Regions from separate parts of the Zea mays genome. Here region 2 is linked to region 1. The links are chromatin contacts, called in public Hi-C maps. All regions are on one chromosome and are shown on one strand. The core of a region is the stretch at or near the end of the contact, and the rest is flanking DNA. Distances in the headings are between cores, read along the strand shown.

Region 1 (3,698 bases), core at 92-2,591:
TTCTCTCGCTCTTCTCGGATCGACGCCTGGTGCGAGTGCCTCTCAGTTTGGTGCTGCTCCAGCTGAGCTTCTTTCTCTGCTTGCATGCTCTCTCCCTATATGTATCTAGCGGTATACTATCTATGTCGACTCTAGATATTCATGTCTTCGTCGTGTTCTTCTCTGGCAACGAACAGGTATGCCCGTCTCTTCCCTTTCCTTCCTGCTCTACGAAACCTTGGAAGTGGGGATGCGAGGGATGGGGGTCACTGATTTGCTGCCTATGGTACCCGTTCAATGGCTCGGCATCGCCTGTCTACATGGTCTTTTCCTTACCACGGTGTCGACTCAGTATGCTTCTATCGCTTCTATGTACCTGTCACTCGTCCTTCTGTCATTGCAAAAATTATTGTGTTGTTCCTCTGTTATTTTGGGTGTTAGTTTTTTGTTGTGCTAAGGACTGAACATACTTTGGATATGTTAATACTTTATTTATTATCTGCACGTGGTTTGTGTTCTTCTGATGATGGCTCATAGATCCTGCAAAATATGTGTTAGGATTTGGAGATCCATGCGGGCACTACCATACGGTGCTCGTCTCTTGTGTTCTTGGCTCTTGCAAGCATTAGGTCATTTCTGAGACCACATTGGCGCAATGGACTCCATGGTATTTGAGATTGCTGAATTGGATGGAGCAACGATGATTTGTCATACTAACAGTAAAAGGAAAGGTTATTTGTTGGTTTTAAACGTTAGTAATTGCTATAAAATATAATAATTTGTATGGAACGCATCTAGTTTAGCAACCACTCCATATTTTGATCTATCTTTTTTATAAGTTTGAGTTCATGAAATTTATTTTAGAAACTTGAACTCACAAACTTTCTCTTATTTGGTCTGATCTATATGGTGGAATTATGTTATTCTATAAGCTTTGTTTGTTCAGTCAGTCGTTGTGAACTCGCTTGTAATCGCTCTCTTCAGTGGCCGTGTTGTATCAAGACATATTGGATGGAGTAAACAATAACATCAGTCAGTCAAATCAAAAAAAATATTATGCGGAGAACGGAGACAATCAATAAAAAATATTGAGATTCTTTTTGTGGATGGTTTACGTAGGTATTGTTGTGAACCGTCGTAACGCACGGTCAACCGACTAGTTATAAATAAGACGAGTGGTCAAAGTTTTCGAAAAAAATAATAGTATCAATAATATGTGAACGGAGGTAGTACCTATTTTCAGGAATTACTAATCGCAACGTCGTACATCCCACACCAGCAGCCAGCCACCACACCACGTACTGGGTCGACAGGAGAGCCGCCGCGCAGAGGCCAGTAGCCCACTAGCATAGCAGCAGAGGCCACGGAGCCCAAAGGCCACTACTTCTATTCTGTATGCCGAAAGGTCTGATAGCTAGGGCGTGGCCCAGCATTCGAGTGAATCGGCCTGGCGGGGGAACTTGCTCGGCCCGCTGGCGTAGAATCGAGGAAACTATTGAAGGGAAAGTGGTATTAAGAAAGCTCTAAAACCAGACTTTCGGATCTCAGGTTTACGTGTTAAATTAGCATCCCTAGCTTATTTCAGTTAGAAATAGATTTTCAATTTTTTGAGTAATAAAATGTCTTTATTGAGTTCTTCATCCTCTCATTCTTTGACTGCTTCTGTTATCAATATATATCAATATATAGTTCTAAAATTATTGCGATAGTGTTCATCATATTTATGACCCATCTTGTTTCTATCAAATAACAACACAACAATATATAAAATAGTATTTATGATTGACCATAGTTACAACTTATCATTGAGCCTGTTAAACAATTTATATACGAACTTGAGGACCCTGGGTGTAATGCCTAAATTTGTAACTCATATGAAGAGAGAGTATTTCCTTTATCTATATGTGTGTACCATCTCTAGTTAATATCACATGTGAATAAACACCATCAAAAGGGGATTGAATAACCAATAACACCTAAATAAATCATGCATCATGCTGAGTTTTACTTGATTGTGCATTTGTGGCTAATAAAATAAAGGCATTGTTAATAAATTTATGAACAATGGATTCATCCCATACTAGAATATTCAAAATTTCGTATTTGATCTGAGAACAAACTTGCCACAAAAATTGGAATTTGAAATTTGGAATTCAAAAATAAAAAGGGGAAAACATAAATCAGAAAAAAAGAAAAAAGAAAAGAATAGCAATGCTACCTGGGCCGGACTACCCCATTTCGGCCCATATGCCCTAACACTCCCGCGCGGCCCACTTCCCTTTTCACTCCGCCGCACGCCGTCTCCACCGTTCTCCCACTGTCGCGTGGGCCCGCTTCGTCAGCTGATGCCTCGCGCGCGTCACGGTGTTGGACGCCAACTGGCGAGCCCCACCGGTCATCCTGACCTACGCCCTATCTGTTGCACCGACAGCATGGCCCCACCGCCTCGACCTGGATTCAACAGAAATGCCGCACCCACCGCCGTGGTTGGCGCCGACAATCTCGCTTGGGCCGTTGCTCTCGCGGCTAGATAATGGTGGGGAACGATTCCTCGGCCGCACTCGCCATCTCACCTTTACCTACCTTCCCATACCGAGCCCAGACCAACGTCAATCGCACTCGCCGTGTGCAGCTTTGTGCGCCAGCGCCCGCTACCGTCGTCGTGCGTTGCGCCGCCGTCCGAGGTCTGCAAAGCGGGTCTGGGGTGATCGCCAAACTGCGTAAGTGCCGCACGTACCTCGACATGGACCGGACAGCCGAGGAATCCTACGTTCACGCACTTCACCGCCACAGAACCTTCCCTCGTCGCGGACCGACCCTTTTCGCCGCGACGATTACCGGTGAGACACCTCCTCCATGTTCTCCTAGCCTTCAATTTGGTTTTCCACACGTGTTTAATTGAACTTAGTCACTGGGGCGGTAGAATTTGGTGGAGCACCGGCGAGATGGCCGCCGTGGGCAGGGGCGCTCCCCAGCTCGGCTCCGTTGGGGGGAAGATGACCGATCTGCCGTCGGATGGCCGCTGGACGGAGTAGATTAGAGCGCGCGTGCTGGTTGGATCCCGACGGTAGATATCGGATCGGACGGCTCTGGGCGGATCCGGGGTATTTAAATCCGCGCCATTGATTTCGGATCCAAGGGTCACGATGGAGTACCTGTTCTGGGTAGCGGGGATCTAATCGGCACCGTATAGTTTTGATCCAATGGCCCATAGAGCACCGTACCCCTTCGCGGTGACGTTTTACACAAGAGACCTTATGATTTTACAGAATAGAACCCGCCGTCCTTGGCAACAGGAATCTGAGTCTAGGAAATGTTTGCAAGTAGACCCCAAGCTTTATACTATTTAGCGCGCTGTCCAGAGCTCAGAGAAATCAAATAAATGAGTTTAGAAATTGAGTTTTAATATAAAAATAATTCTAGAAACTTATATAATTCATATTAAACTCATACTAGCTCCAAATTGAGCCATCCCAATCTCTAAAATTTTGTAATAATATTCTCTACCATCTAGAGTCTCTGTTTCTACATGCAAACAGTAAGAAAATTAATTTCTCGTCTAATCCTATTTTAATCACATTAAACCTTAGGAAATTCATAACTTGAAATCTATAACTCCAAATTTAGTGATTCCAGTTCCTATGATCTCATTTTAATGTATAGATTTTTACTGTATATGTTATTTGCATGTTTGATGTGATGTTAATTTATGTCATACT
Region 2 (3,550 bases), core at 682-3,181, 74 kb before region 1:
CGGTAGGGGTACAATCCTAGGGTCGTCTTGGAGTCGGCAGGCCACACAAACGAATCTACATGACGTAGAGTCGAATATGAGTCGAGATGGATATGTGGGAAGCTATAACTAGACTATACTACATATACTCTTTGGGCAGAAATAATAAAGAAAGTAATTGGTTCGATTGGAATGTGTCCGGGGTTATCAATCGACCGTACCCCTTCATATATATATATATATATATATATATATATATATATATATATATATATATATATATATATATATATATATATATATATATATATATATATATATGAGTGTTTACCCGTTGCGATAGCTAACAAACCTCACGTGATTAGATGGATAACCACGCACGAGATAAAGATACGTCCAAGTTTATCTGATCGCAGGAGCGTGGACCGTTCGGACCCTAGGGCTGGACCATCCCGCCAATTTTGATGCTCAACAACAACTACATTAATTATTGTGTATGAATCAACTAAATCAGGACCGGCTAGGATTGGATCCAACGTGGAGAAATCGAGCAAATACGTATTAGGGGTATTTAATAACATCTTTATCTAACTGCTGGCAAACGTGCGTAGAATATGATCGTCGCTCCCTAATCAACAAATTCTAATAGCCAGTTCACATAGAATTGTGTGGATTGCAGTAGTGGTAGAGGATGTTTGGCTTTGGATTTTGATAACCAATTTCCAGTAGAAGCTGAAATGTTTGGCTTTGGAGTTCGCACGGAATCCAAAATTAATCCTAAACAAATATGTCCAAACATGTATTATGTTACCCACTCCGCTCCAAAATATAATTCGTTTTAACTCTAAAATATAATTCGTTTTAAACTAATCCAAAATTTCTATGTATGTTTATATTCGTTATCATTTGAATAAACGTGGATAGAAAAAGTGGGCTAGAAATAACTATATTTTAGAACGGAAAGAGTTTATAATATAACCGGTAGATATCGACTTATCAAGAAAACGTGGTAACATATGAAGTTACAAGTTGTCCATAGTTAAATCGAGTGGAACAAGCTGGAAGAAGCCCCACCCCCACCACTACCACCACACCCTGTCCACCCCGAAAGTCGTTTGATTGGATACGCGAGAGAAAGTTAATCAACAAATCTGGGAATGGAGAATAAATTAAAGAGAAACGACTGAAGCCCCGTGGATAAATCGTCAAGCAAACTCCATGGGTTCCATTGAATCTAATATATGCAAAGAGGCAGCAATAACGGCGACGTGCATGCAGCTGGAGTGGAGAGAAACGAAAAGTCATAGCTTCAGAGACAAATCCAGCGACTCGCCGGCGCGCTCGACGCCGTGCTCCAGAGAGCTGCTCCTGCCGCGCAGCAAGGCGGCAGAGTGCACAGCAGGCACCTGACGCGCTTCCACCAGCCTGGACCTCATCATCTCATGATGCCCGGAGGCGGCGTCGGCGTCGTCCTGCCGGGCGCCGTGCGCGCGCATGGCGGCGGCGATCTCCCGGCGGCGCTTGGCGAGGGTGCGCTCGTACTTGTGCGCGTTCTGGTGCCCGCCGAGCGCCTGCGAGCTGTAGAACTTGCGGTCGCAGTAGGTGCAGACGAAGAAGCCGGGAGGCGCCGCCTCCGCCGCCGAGGCCGAGCAGGGCTGGAGGCTGAGCTCGAGGTCCAGCTCCTGATGCTCCATTACAGCTAGCTGGAGTAGTCTATCTACTGGTGGTGGCGACTGTTGTGCCTGTGCGAGAGCTTAAAATAATACAAAACTCAGCACATGCATTGTGGTTGTCATTAGCCGGCCGGCGGCCCGGGGATTAAATACACCTACGTCTACAGCAGCTAAATGTAACCGGTGTGGCGCACGCTTTTCCGCACGTGTTTGGGCATGCAGCGCCGCAACAGAGCGGAGGGGACAGGTCGCGTATATGAGGCCACGATGCGTGTCCAGAGGATTCCTCCTCCTATCAAGGGGAACACAAGATAAGATTACCGGGTGAAAAACGAATTGAAGGAAGACTTGCTTAAATTGCCTCAACTTTGGCTTCCTTTTTATGGGACGATTATTGTACATGTTTTATATTAAAATCATAGTTCGAATTTATTGTGAGTCTATAATTATAACCTGCAAAAATATTTTAGGATAGAAAAGCTGTTAGACAAAATCACAGATTCAATAAAATCTGATTCATGTCAGAAAAAGACAGAGAAAACAAGTTGCCTATTCATTTGACACGTGGGGAAATGATTGGACATAAATGGCTTACAACATACGTAGACCCTGTTTGTTTAGTTTTTTTTTAAGTTTCTGGGCACCAAAAGCTGTTGAATGCTCCAGCTTTTCAGCCAGCTTTTATAAAAATCGCTTTGGTAAAAACCGTCCAAAATCAACATAAACAGAAAATCGGTTGAGTCGTCACGATAGTAGGAATCTGTCGCTTTCTAGATTTTGAACCCTTTGGACCAGTTCATCATTCTCCGCACGTAATCCCCACGATACTCAGATTCTCCGCACAGTCAGATTCTCTCTACAGCCAGGGCCGTTCCTGACTTTTCAGGGCCTGGGACAAGATTATAAACAGAGACCCCAACACCATAAAAAACTATTTTTTACTATTATATATATCAACTAATTATACTTGATGTACCACAAAAAGACTTGAGCAGTAAAAAATAGAAGTAAGATTATTACCTCAAATATATTGTAGAGATCAACTTAAAAATGTCTTCTAACATTTCTAGATGCAAAATCATCAATGATGGCTTCAATATTGACATCATCTAATAATTTCTTCTCAATACATAAAGTTGCTAGGCCGTTTAACCTTTCTTGAGACATTGTAGACCTTAAATAATTCTTCAATAACTTAAGCTTTGAGAAGCTCCTTTCAGCTGTTGCCACAGTTATTGGTATAGTAAATAATATCTGATAAGCAACAAATATATTGGGATAGCAATCCATTCTCCTAACAAACTCAAAAATTTCCATAGCAGACATTGATCTATTTGGCAGTGTCATTTGCAATATTCTTAACTCTGATGTCAGATTATTTTCCTCAAAATCAAATGAATCATCGACAGAGAAAGTTTTTGCCAACATGGTACAATAATCCCTGAGTTTAATGTGATCCAATGATTTCATTGATGCTGAGTTAAGAAGAGGCCCAAATATACCATTGAATACTTGGAGGTCTTCAAATCTATTTTTTAATGAACTGCTTGCCATATCAAGCATAACTAAAAAATAATTTACTTCAAAATCTTTCTCACCTTGTAGATTTGCCTCATTGCTGCAATCATTTTCATCATAATGCTTTTTCCTTAGAGCACGACGCTTTATTAGAAATGATGCCTCTACACCCATTACAGAAGCAATATCCTTGGCAACCACCATACTAGAAGCAAACCCTTCATTTCTATACTTGTCAAAGTAACTCATTATACCATCTATTTGCTCTAAGGTAGAGTGAAGACACATTGATGATGATTGCAACTTCTTGCTCACAACATTTACAGCATATAAAATATCATACCATATAACCATACCAAGAATGAACTCAAAGGTACCAA

Evidence for each region. Hi-C and Micro-C count contacts between places; a contact is called where the count stands out from the background.
Region 2: a contact with region 1 is called in a Hi-C map of leaf, with 5 times the contacts expected there. The contact joins the promoter of LOC103638983 here to the enhancer-like site in region 1. A contact is called at or near these places in 4 of 25 Hi-C or Micro-C datasets (all in leaf).

Annotation. Positions count from the first base shown.
Region 1 is chr9:124,206,969-124,210,666 of Zm-B73-REFERENCE-NAM-5.0, reverse strand. No RefSeq gene overlaps it. Among protein-coding and RNA genes, the nearest start is that of LOC103638982, 34 kb to the right of the region's middle. Within about 2 kb of position 1,341, at least 17 of the 20 cell types and tissues checked have an H3K27ac peak or open chromatin away from gene starts, as enhancers often do. A contact at or near this core is called in leaf, where this site is marked.
Region 2 is chr9:124,281,369-124,284,918 of Zm-B73-REFERENCE-NAM-5.0, reverse strand. It overlaps LOC103638983, which reads right to left and starts at 1,931. Exons shown (of 1, transcript XM_008661770.2): 1 at 973-1,931. The coding sequence starts at 1,673. The coding sequence ends at 1,281.